2 separate regions of the Zea mays genome follow, and region 1 is linked to region 2. Evidence: chromatin contacts called from public Hi-C data. All regions are on one chromosome and are shown on one strand. The core of a region is the stretch at or near the end of the contact, and the rest is flanking DNA. Distances in the headings are between cores, read along the strand shown. Region 1 has its middle 240 kb from the start of LOC100280473. Region 2 holds the start of LOC100280473 (SAM domain family protein).

Region 1 (5,296 bases), core at 1,099-3,598, 240 kb before region 2:
TTTTAAAAAGGATATCAAGGAAGGGTAATCAATTTTCAAGGAAGGAAATGCATCAACGCTTTAGCACACAACTCCTATCACCTAATGCATCAAACAAGGTGATAAAGATTTTAAAACATCAAGGAGGTGGCAAATGCACCGGGGCTTGCCTGAATAACACTAGGTTAGTGTTTGTTAGGCGATGTCCACTTGACGATCATCTTTTATGTTTGCACTCGTTCAAATTATCCATCTTCTGGTTCGTCCATCAGCATCAACCTGCGGATTAGCCCGCGCTTGGGTTCGACTTGGGTCGTCTTCCGTGTCACGTGATTAATTAACGTACCTGAATGATATGCATAATGCACATGTATGCATATAAGGAGGAATATCGCAAACCTAAATAATACTTATACGACAGCGAATTAAACACCAAACCTAGAACAAGCTGACTAATTAAGCAGGGCATGGACTACATCCATTAACCAAATTGACATAATAACACTAGAAATTCTATTTTCATTCCTAGCTTTTTATTAATTCTTTAAACTGTGTATTTTAATTACTTGATTTACCGATTTATCTAAACCAAACATCACAATATACGTATGCTAAATTAATAACAATTATTGCGATCAACAATTCTATTTAATCTATTTATATACCTAGTTGACTGGAATACGAATCAACTTACCCTTATTAAATCCGACTTGAAACAACGAAATCGACGACTCCTTTCAGCTCAGCATTTCACCGGAAATAGGGTGAGTGCTGTGTCGAATCACGCTTCATCTTTATCCGCATCGAGTATCCTCCGGTCGCGTACTAATTTATTTTCTTCTGCGCCTAATCTTCTCGGATCTTGGCGTGGACGAGGATGACGATCGACGACTTGTTCGAGCTTTCTGTCGAGCACTTGGGACATCGACCAGGGGCTTGCTTCTCCACATCTTCTTGGGATTCTTTTGTCGGCGCGAGCATAAGTCGGAGACAGCATGTAGGGACCGACATCGAGGTGGGGTGAACGAACGACGACAAGATCGAGTCTGGAGCGAGCTGGCGAGGACACGAATCCAGTGAGAACTCTGACGACAGTGAGATCACGAGCTCTAACACCACGGGGTTAAGCAGCGAACGTATTCGGCGGCCACACATGTGTCGAACCGAAGGCGACAAACCGATGAAGCAAAGTTCGTCGATAGGCACCATGGAGGAATCAGCGATGTTGCTACACACACGACGACGAACGACGCAACGACGGGCAGTGAGAGATCGCAGACTGAGTAAAGACTCGGCGAGCAATGACGTGAGGAGCAAAGCGAGGTCATGGCCGGGCAAACTCAATGGCGCGGACTGCCCCGCAGCCAGGACTAGAGACGGACACGCGGCTAGAGACCCAAGCATCCGAAACCGACGAACGACAACGCGAGGAGCAAGGCGAGCTCTACAGCATGGGCAACAGCACAGCATCGACAAGAACACCGTGCATAGGCATGGGCGACTTGGGCGAGCTGGGCGACGACGCGCAGAAACTTGAATCAGGGAGCAGGAGGGCGCGCTAGACAGCCAGACTTGGGACGCGAAGATGAAAAACGACGGTGCCATGGACGGGGAACAGGAGCACCGCGAGAACTCCATGGCTGGGCGCGCGTCACGAGCAGAGGGAGCTGGGAACCGCGACTTCCATGGTCGAGCAGAGAACCGGCAGGGCGCGACGTGCTGACGGAGAGCCAGAGCGCGCGCGGGATGAAGGGATCGAGCCGCGGTGCGCAAAGAGCTTCGCGCGCGCGTGGGCACAGAGAAGCAAGCGCGTGGGATGAAGGAGCAGAGGTCCGCGCAAACACGGCTGGGCACAGGGAGGAGCGCCGGCGAGCCGGAGCCGGAGGCTGAGCAGGTAGGGACGAGCGCCATGGGAAGCAGGCAGAGGGAGCTCCGCGAGCAGAGAGGAATTGGGGGAAGGCTGCAGCGCTGGGAGCTCGGCTGGACGCAGCTTCCATGGGAGATGGCGGCCATGGCAAGGAGCTTGGGGGATGGGCGCGCCGCCATGGGAGAGCGCCAAAGAGTTTCGCGGTCCGAGCACAGGAGGTGCAGAGAAGGCAGTCACGCGCGCGTGAGAGAGCTTCAGAGAGAAGCAGCGGCCGAGTAGGAGCCAGGGCGCGCGACCCAGGGCGCGGTGAGCTTGCTGTGCCAGGGAGCAAGGCGCGGCATCAGGGGCGAGCTCAGCCATGGGGGAGCTGGATGCGCAGGGAAGAAGGAATGCGCGCGCGTTAAAAAGGAGCAGGGGCGGCGAGATTTTTCTCCTTGAGTGACGGATGCAGTTAACGCAGAGAGGATTTTTCTTTCCCCCGGTGGCTGGAGATCTTTTCTCCCCTGAGCGACGACCGGATGAAGACGAGGGAACGACGGTGGCTGAAAAAAAATCGGAGAATGGGATAGAGATGGCGGCTGAAAAAATCAGAGAAGAGAGAGAATAGCGGGAGAGAGAGGATATTTCCATTTCCATTTTTGTTATTTTCTCTCTCGCGCAAAAATATCACGGTTCCAAAATTAAGATTTTGAAGAGCCAAATTAGATCCGGCTACAGTATTTAGACAATATTTAAGACAACACTGGTTTGGTCGAAATCAGATAAAAATTTATCTGTCTACAAAACACAGTTGATTTGATTATCCTATAATGTGGGCTGAAGAACAAATTGGATTATAACCTCGTGCACGGTTTTTCCTCGGACAATGCGCGATTCAGATTATTTTACCCCGAACATTTTAATCGTCGAGTTCAAATTAATTTGCTCGGAACAAAATCATCAAAGTGGGTTGGGCTTTCGAATTCGTATTCGTGCGAGCGACGAATTTTAAATAATCATCGGACGCACAGATTTTCAGAACAATGATGTTCCGAACATCACGAGAATTTTGGAAAAGCCCGGATAGATAAAAATAAAAATGATGTCGCACTCGCGACGGATGAAACATATGCGATATTAAAATCGCGATAGGCGAAGATAATTAAAATTTAGCATCCGTTTCATCCACTGATATTACGTGTTAAAGTCCGCACTCGAGGTCGAGGAGACGATAAATGCCTGGGGTGTTACATTTTTGCTGGCATGTAGGTGCAATAATATGACTTTGTACCAAGTTTTAGCCACTAATTTTCCAAGTTCTCTGCTCATTTGAAAAGAATAAACATAAAGGTTTAAAGGAAAATGACTTTGCACCGGAGTCCCTGGGCTTATCCTTATTTGAGTCGTTTAAACCGTGCCCCTGAAGAACTATTCATATGTGTCACTGACTTAGCACTGAACCCCCTTGCTTTTTACCCCCTCTAACCCGCGCTCCTCCCTCGCCTAAACAGTAACCGAGGAGGAAAAAGCGGTGGCACGTTTTACCGGCGACGGTAGAGGTCCGGCGAAGGGTCGGGTGAGGTCCGGGGGTCTCTAGCGATCACGTCGAGGTGTCGGTCGTCGGTGGTGGTGACCGGAGGTGGGCTGGCCGCATGCGCAGGCGGTCGGGCTCGCCGGTGGTGCGTGCTCCGGCCTGCTCACGGTGGTAGAGTCAAATCAAAGTGCTCGGGGAGCTTCATGGGATGTCAGTGACGCCGTGGGTGCAAGGAATTGGATAATAGCTCACCGTGTGACCTGGTCCACGCGTGGCGGAGGTCGACCGAAGTCCGGCGGTGTCGCGCTCGCTTCTCTGGTGAGGCAATGTCTCGGCTGAAGCTTGGAAAAGCATCACATCCTCTTGGGGAAGCCGTCTAGGGGCTAGGGCGAGGCTGGGGGTCGACGGGAAGGGCTGGCCACGACGGTCGTGCTCAGGCTGTGATGGTGGGCGGTGTAGAGCTCGCCGGAGTTGGAGTTTCTGCTCGGGGAGTGAGGCAGAGTGAGGGGTGGACTGCTGCGCACCAGGGGCACTTATAGGCGCCCTCAGGCATGGCTGGGCATAGGCGCGAGGACAGGAGCCGACCGTGCCTGGCGCCCGCGCAGAGGGCAGACAGTGCGCGACCGAGCGCTTGAGCACGCGATCGAACACGTGGAGGTGTGTTTCTGCCCTAGTTCAAACGCCTGTTGGTCGACCTAAACATGCATATCTTGCCAAGGATCCTGTGTATCGTTTCTTCACCGTGCCAAGGGCTCTCTGCCGTGTGTGAGTCCCGAGTGAAGATATGGCCTGGGTGAGAAGATATGGTGGTGTGAAGTCAGCTCTGTCTGCACTGTTCAAACCGAGACAAAACCCATGCCAAATCAAGTCAAACGATTTTGTTTTGATTTCCAACTTCACCAAAGTGTTCCTGGGGTATTTTGGCGCCACTTTGATATTTAGACTTTATGGATTCGAGTTTTGGAAAACAGAGAACACATCTGAACTTTAGAAAGGGGGTTAAAATTCAGATTCTGAATTTCTGAATTTTCAATAGAGGCTTTACTTCATGGGATGTTTTGGGGATTTTAAAAAATCCAAATGATCAATCTTCCGTACTACATTTTGTAGTGTATTTAATGCACTATAACTTTGTTAATTGGTCCATATTAAGATTTTGTATTTTTCCCAAGTCTTTTCTCTAATTCCCTTTTTGTGCTCAAATGGCCAATTTGAATAGTGTTAGGGTTTTGAATGACTTTCTCTCTTGAGGTGCATGATGTGCTTAGAACATGATTCTTGAGCTGAAAAAGACTTACTTAGGCTTTAATCCTTTAAGTTTAGGTGTCTCTTTCACTATTAGAGCCACATGTGATAATGTTCACAAGTTGGGGTACTAGGAAAAACCCTAAGTAACACTGGGGTATTACAACCTTCCCCCCTTAAAGGAATCTTGTCCCAAGATTTGGGTCAGAGTCCTCCGGGGTGAAGAGAAGGTTATGGCTTGCTTGTATGCTGTGGGTTTGTTTATTAAGGTTCTTTAGTAAACTGCTCTCCGAATGTCATCCTCTTTGCAACTTCAGAAGGAAGTCCTTTTTTATTTAGTTTTACAACTTACTCAGTCCATGTTAAGACCATCCTTCTTATAATTTGATTCGAAGGGCAGGGAGAGGGGCCGGGGCATGGTTACGTACCGATTCCCTTAGGTAGACAATCGGGGTGGTTTGATCGTAGGAATTCCTTAGTCTCCCAAGTAGCTTCTTCCTCTGAGTGATTGCTCCATTGGATCTTATACATTTTCATCGACTTCGCACGAGTTGATCTTTCTTTGCAATCCAGAACCTTGGAAGGGTACTCTTGATATGATAGATCTGGCTCTATTTCCACTTCTGGTTCTGCTATAACCTCGGTTGGCAAACGGACACACTTCTTCAATTGGGATACATGGAACACATTGT
Region 2 (4,881 bases), core at 752-3,251:
CACGGAGAGGTCTGGCTCGCCGGCGGAGGCCGTGGCGCGGACGTACGTCGCGCGCTGCCGCCCGGGGAGCAGCCGACGTCGCTGCATCTTTGAGGCGGCCGTCGAAGCGCGAAGCGTCAGCGATTCCATGGTGCGATGGTCCTTGTTTTTTTGCGACGGCCGACGGGCTCCTCTGTTTTGGTAAGAATCTGAGGGAGTATCACGGATGAGGAGATCGCGGCGGTGTTCGTCCGTACCTGCGAAGCCGCCGGTGTGGGGAGGAGAGGGAGCGACGGCGGCGCGGTGGGTGCGCGAGAACCCTAGCGACGGAACCGAAGCGTTCGCAAGAAGCCAACTGATGGCCGCTTCTCGAGCACCGTAGACGGCTCGCTTCTATTCGAAGCGCTGCGAGGAAAAGCCGCCCGAGAAGCTGGCCGTTTGGTTACAGCTTCAGCTTCTGGCGGCCAGAAGTCGTCCAGAAGCTGAACCAAACAGGGACATAAATTTACAAAATGATTGGTTGCAAATGAGGACATAACATACCACGATGGTCGGTAATCCTTTCTTTTCCTCCCATGCATAAATCCTCCAAGGGCAATCACCACCTTTAAAATAGCCAACATATCTAGTTGTCGAAGTAACATAGGTTCCAAGCTCAAACTCATGCTTTATGACATACTGCCTCATAGCAATTCAAAATTCCTTCATGTTGGGAAACAAACTGCCTGGTTGCATTAACGGATTTATTTTACCATACATAACCCTCTTCTCATCTGGTAGGTAGTCTTCACATGGTTGGTCTATATTGTGGTCTCCTAAATCAATATGGCTGATTGATCCAAATTACGTGTACCACCTCTTAATTCTTCATCTCTTCTATTTCCCTCATCCTTGTCATCTTCATTAAGTCCAAGTTGAGAATACATTTGCATCTCACATGGAACATCACGTCTCCCTTCCTCCTCCCAAAAACCACAGAGAACCATAGAATTCCAATCAAACATAGATTTTTCTTGTACAATCTCATTGTCCTATACGACAAAGATCAACTAAATGAAATCACATACAAAGCAGAGCTCGCTTTACTAAAAACAAAGAGCAGTCACAACTTACCTTGTGAGGGGAAGACACGCCGAGGCCTAGCACTGGTACATGCATCAATGTACAGAGATCGATGGTTACACTGTTGATGATAGAAGCAACACTAAATGTGGACAATATATAACAACCAACAGAAGAGATATGCCTAGGGGGTCGAAGCGTCAACCTCGGTGTCAGTATTCGGGGCTGATGCATCCATGGCAGCGACGACGAGACTGCAGTCTAGCCAGCCGACCGTGCTCCACTGTAGGAATTGGGGAATGGGAAGAGATTGTGACATCGACTTATACTGCTTGTTGTGTGGATCTTCAATGCAATCGGGCACATCTAGGGGAGAGAATGGGAAGGGAGAAAAGAGAAGGAGAGAGAAGGTCACAGGAGGAATTCACGAGGGACGACGAGACGAGCTGTGAGAAGGCCGAGGGCGACATCCGTGTGACCAAGCAGACTAATCCTCATGGTAGAGAATTAAGGTGTGTTTGATTGTGGGACAGCTATGACAGAGACGTCCCCTGGCATCTTCTCTCGTCCCTTCAATTTTAAGGGACAACTGGAGATAACACTGAGATAATCTTGTCTTAACCATTGACTCTAAACCAAACAAGCTTATTTAAGGAATCGTCTCATCCCGCCCTGTCATGTCATTACACCAAACGCCTCTTCGACGCGAGTCTATACTGGCGTTTGCGTGTTGCGTGGGTTTTCTGTTTCGTGGAAGCCAACCATGTTTCATAATGATAAACTGATAATGGTAAAAAATGTCCGCGGAGTCAGGCCACGCCATGGGGAAGCGCCGCGGAGAGTCGGAGACGCGCTGCCCAGGTGCTCGTCTAGCTGGGCCTAATGAAACGAAACGTTGGGCCGGCCGAGCGAGGAGGACCGCATGATGATTTGCTAAGGGGTTAAGCGAAGAAGATTCCGAGGGGATAACGAAGAGTGGCGCAGTGGCCATCGAGACTCGAGAGGGAGTGGCAGACGCGAGGTTGCAAGGAGATGGCGGACGGCAAGGGAAGGGAGAATTCGGCCGTGGCATTGAAGACCTCGCCGTCAGTGCCGATGGCTCGGGGATTGCGCGGCGGTAGTAACCCTCTGGAGGAGTGGAGCGGCCGCGTAAAAGCGATTGAGGCCGGGTTCCGTGCGTGGATGGCGAAGCAGCCCATCCACATCGAGGCCGCGGTGTCCACGGCCGTTGGGGCGGTGCAGGGCGGGGCTCTGGGTGGGCTCATGGGCTCGCTCACAGCCGACGGAGGGTCGCCGTTCCCCATCCCGCAGCCGCCGTCCAACGCCAACTCGGATGCCATGGCGTCGTTCAAGCAGGCCCAGGTTGTCAATCAATCTTGTCCTGGGTGATTTACGTATTTTTGATATGTAAAATTCGACCATTTATCCCGTAATTGCAATAGCGGATGTATTAATCTAATCCGTATAGAGTGTTTATCTGTGAAAGGAAGCAATTTACCATTAGTTTCAGCTGCCTGTTCCACTGTTTGAAGGTGATAGCATGAATGTGATTACTGATTACAGTGACTTGTATAGGGTGAAGTCTGTCTTCAGTGTTTGATATATTGGGTAGTGTGTATGAGTCTGGGACAACATTTGATGTAGTTAAATGTAGCAATATGGTTTGGAGAAAATTAACAATTGATTATGAATTGCATAAAGTATTATATACTGTATGAATCATCCATTGTGTTCAATGACTACTGCCAAATCAAATTTGAGGAAGTGCCCACTTATTTGTAACGATCAGTCCTGTGCCTTGTAGTGATAATTATCGTTGAGTTAATTTGCATATCGAGGTTAACAGGGTGATGTGTAGGCTCTAGCTGCTGGACCCTTGGTGCAAGCCCGAAACTTTGCAGTCATGACTGGCGCAAATGCAGGCATATCTTGTGTCATGAGAAGGCTACGAGGACAAGAGGACATCCAGGGCAGGTGAGGGTTCATAGTTTTATTTTATCTTTGTGTACACTTCAAGTTCAAGGAGTGTTTGATTTAATCTCACTAATGTTAAGATGTACTCATTTTAACATCTTCATACATCTGAATCAAAGCTGGTAATTCTTATATTTCTTTTGCCTATTAGGTGCATAGACTGATATCTTGATGCAATGCTTGAATCCTGGCTAATGATTGTTTTAGAAAATCCTAGTTAATTAATTAGATATTATTAATTTATGTTTGACAATGTCTTGTTTGTATAGCATGACAGCTGCTTTTGGTTCTGGTGCTCTTTTCTCCATAGTGAGCGGAATGGGAACTCCTAATCCAGTTTTAAATGCAATTACAACTGGTGTTGCTTTTGCAGTATTTCAAGGTGGCTTTTTCATGGTAAGTACCTAGCTATATTTGTCAATTAATGAAATATGGAGTCACTTTACAGCTATAGTTCCTTGGTATCAATAGATTTTATGTATTTAGTTGAATAAGTGCTCCTTTCTGCTGAGTTCTGTTATCTTGCAGAATTATTTGAACAAGTTTCTAGAAGCTAAAATATATTTTGGTAGTGCGGTATTTTGATTTTTGTTGAAATCACTACTTGAATGATCTTACCACAAAGACAACCGACTATTTGCTAATCAATATTGTTATGTGGTATTATTTCCGTTCACAAATATATGGCACTGTTGACTTTTTTCGAAAACTTTGACCACTCGACTTATTCAAAATATTTATTCAAAAATATAAAATTTGAAGTCAAGCACAAACTACTTATGTGATACAACAAATAAAAAAAATTGATAACTTATTATTTTTTGAATAAGATAAGTGGTCAATTTTTTTTAAAAGTTAACTGTGTCATATATTTATGAACGGAAGGAGTATACTAATTCTCCATTTGGATCTACTGGATGTAGATTGGGCAGAAATTCTCAAAGCCATCAAGTGAAGATACATACTACTCTCTGACAAGAAGCATGCTGCACAAACTGGGTCTTGAAAAATATGAAAAGAATTTCAGGAAGGGTCTCCTCAACGATCAAACATTACCACTCCTTACGGACAGGTAAACAATTCTTCTCTTTAGTCAAATAGACCCATAAGGATGGGAAACATTTGTATATATTGATATTCCCTTTTCTGTTGCGCTAGTGCTCTGAGAGATGTGAAGATCCCTCCTGGACCCAGACTTCTCATTCTCGACCAAATTAAAAGGTTTGGGATCATTGCACTGCACTAGCCTTTCATGATAACATCTATGTTTTTCTCGACATGATCTCGTTATGTTTGGATTTGTTAGGGACCCTGGCCTGGTTCGAGCAAAGTGAAGTCACAATTGTCAACAATTGGTCCTTTCTGAGCTGCATAGGGTTTGAAAGCAATGCCACCTCTTTTTTTTAAATAAGCTTTCTAGGAAAGTAAGCAATAATTTAGCTGTGCTGTTGTTAATTGTTTTTGGCCGATCAATTTGCATCACTCATTAAATTTTGAACATGTGTTTACATGCATCTTATTCAAATTTAAATTGGCATTCCGAACGATATGCAAATCTGTGGAAAACAGGGTTCGCCATGTCCATCACCTCGATTAATTTGGAGTGGTCTCGATTAATTTGGAGTGGTCGCTGTCGTGTATACGAGTGAAGCAACGAGGAAATAAAATATTGCTTTCTAGATGCTGACAAGTTCCGACGAGGCGATAGGATGATCTGGGGACTTGGGTTAGAACCGATCACCAGTGGTGAAATCGGGACGGATATGAATGTATAGCAGCGCATACTGTATTCTATTCTAATGTATTTTAATTGAATTCATGATCGGATACGTATAATTAAAAAGGGACAAATATGAATATAAGGAC

The links. A called contact is a pair of places that touch in the nucleus more often than the background predicts.
Region 1: a contact with region 2 is called in a Hi-C map of leaf, with 4 times the contacts expected there. The contact joins the enhancer-like site here to the promoter of LOC100280473 in region 2. A contact is called at or near these places in 2 of 25 Hi-C or Micro-C datasets (leaf and tassel).

Annotation. Positions count from the first base shown.
Region 1 is chr4:108,083,798-108,089,093 of Zm-B73-REFERENCE-NAM-5.0, reverse strand. No RefSeq gene overlaps it. Among protein-coding and RNA genes, the nearest start is that of LOC100280473, 240 kb to the right of the region's middle. Within about 2 kb of position 2,348, at least 7 of the 20 cell types and tissues checked have an H3K27ac peak or open chromatin away from gene starts, as enhancers often do. A contact at or near this core is called in leaf, where this site is marked.
Region 2 is chr4:107,848,153-107,853,033 of Zm-B73-REFERENCE-NAM-5.0, reverse strand. LOC100280473 (SAM domain family protein) reads left to right here and starts at 2,001. Exons shown (of 6, transcript NM_001153393.1): 1 at 2,001-2,403; 2 at 2,900-3,015; 3 at 3,285-3,411; 4 at 3,939-4,087; 5 at 4,174-4,236; 6 at 4,322-4,570. The coding sequence starts at 2,074. The coding sequence ends at 4,349.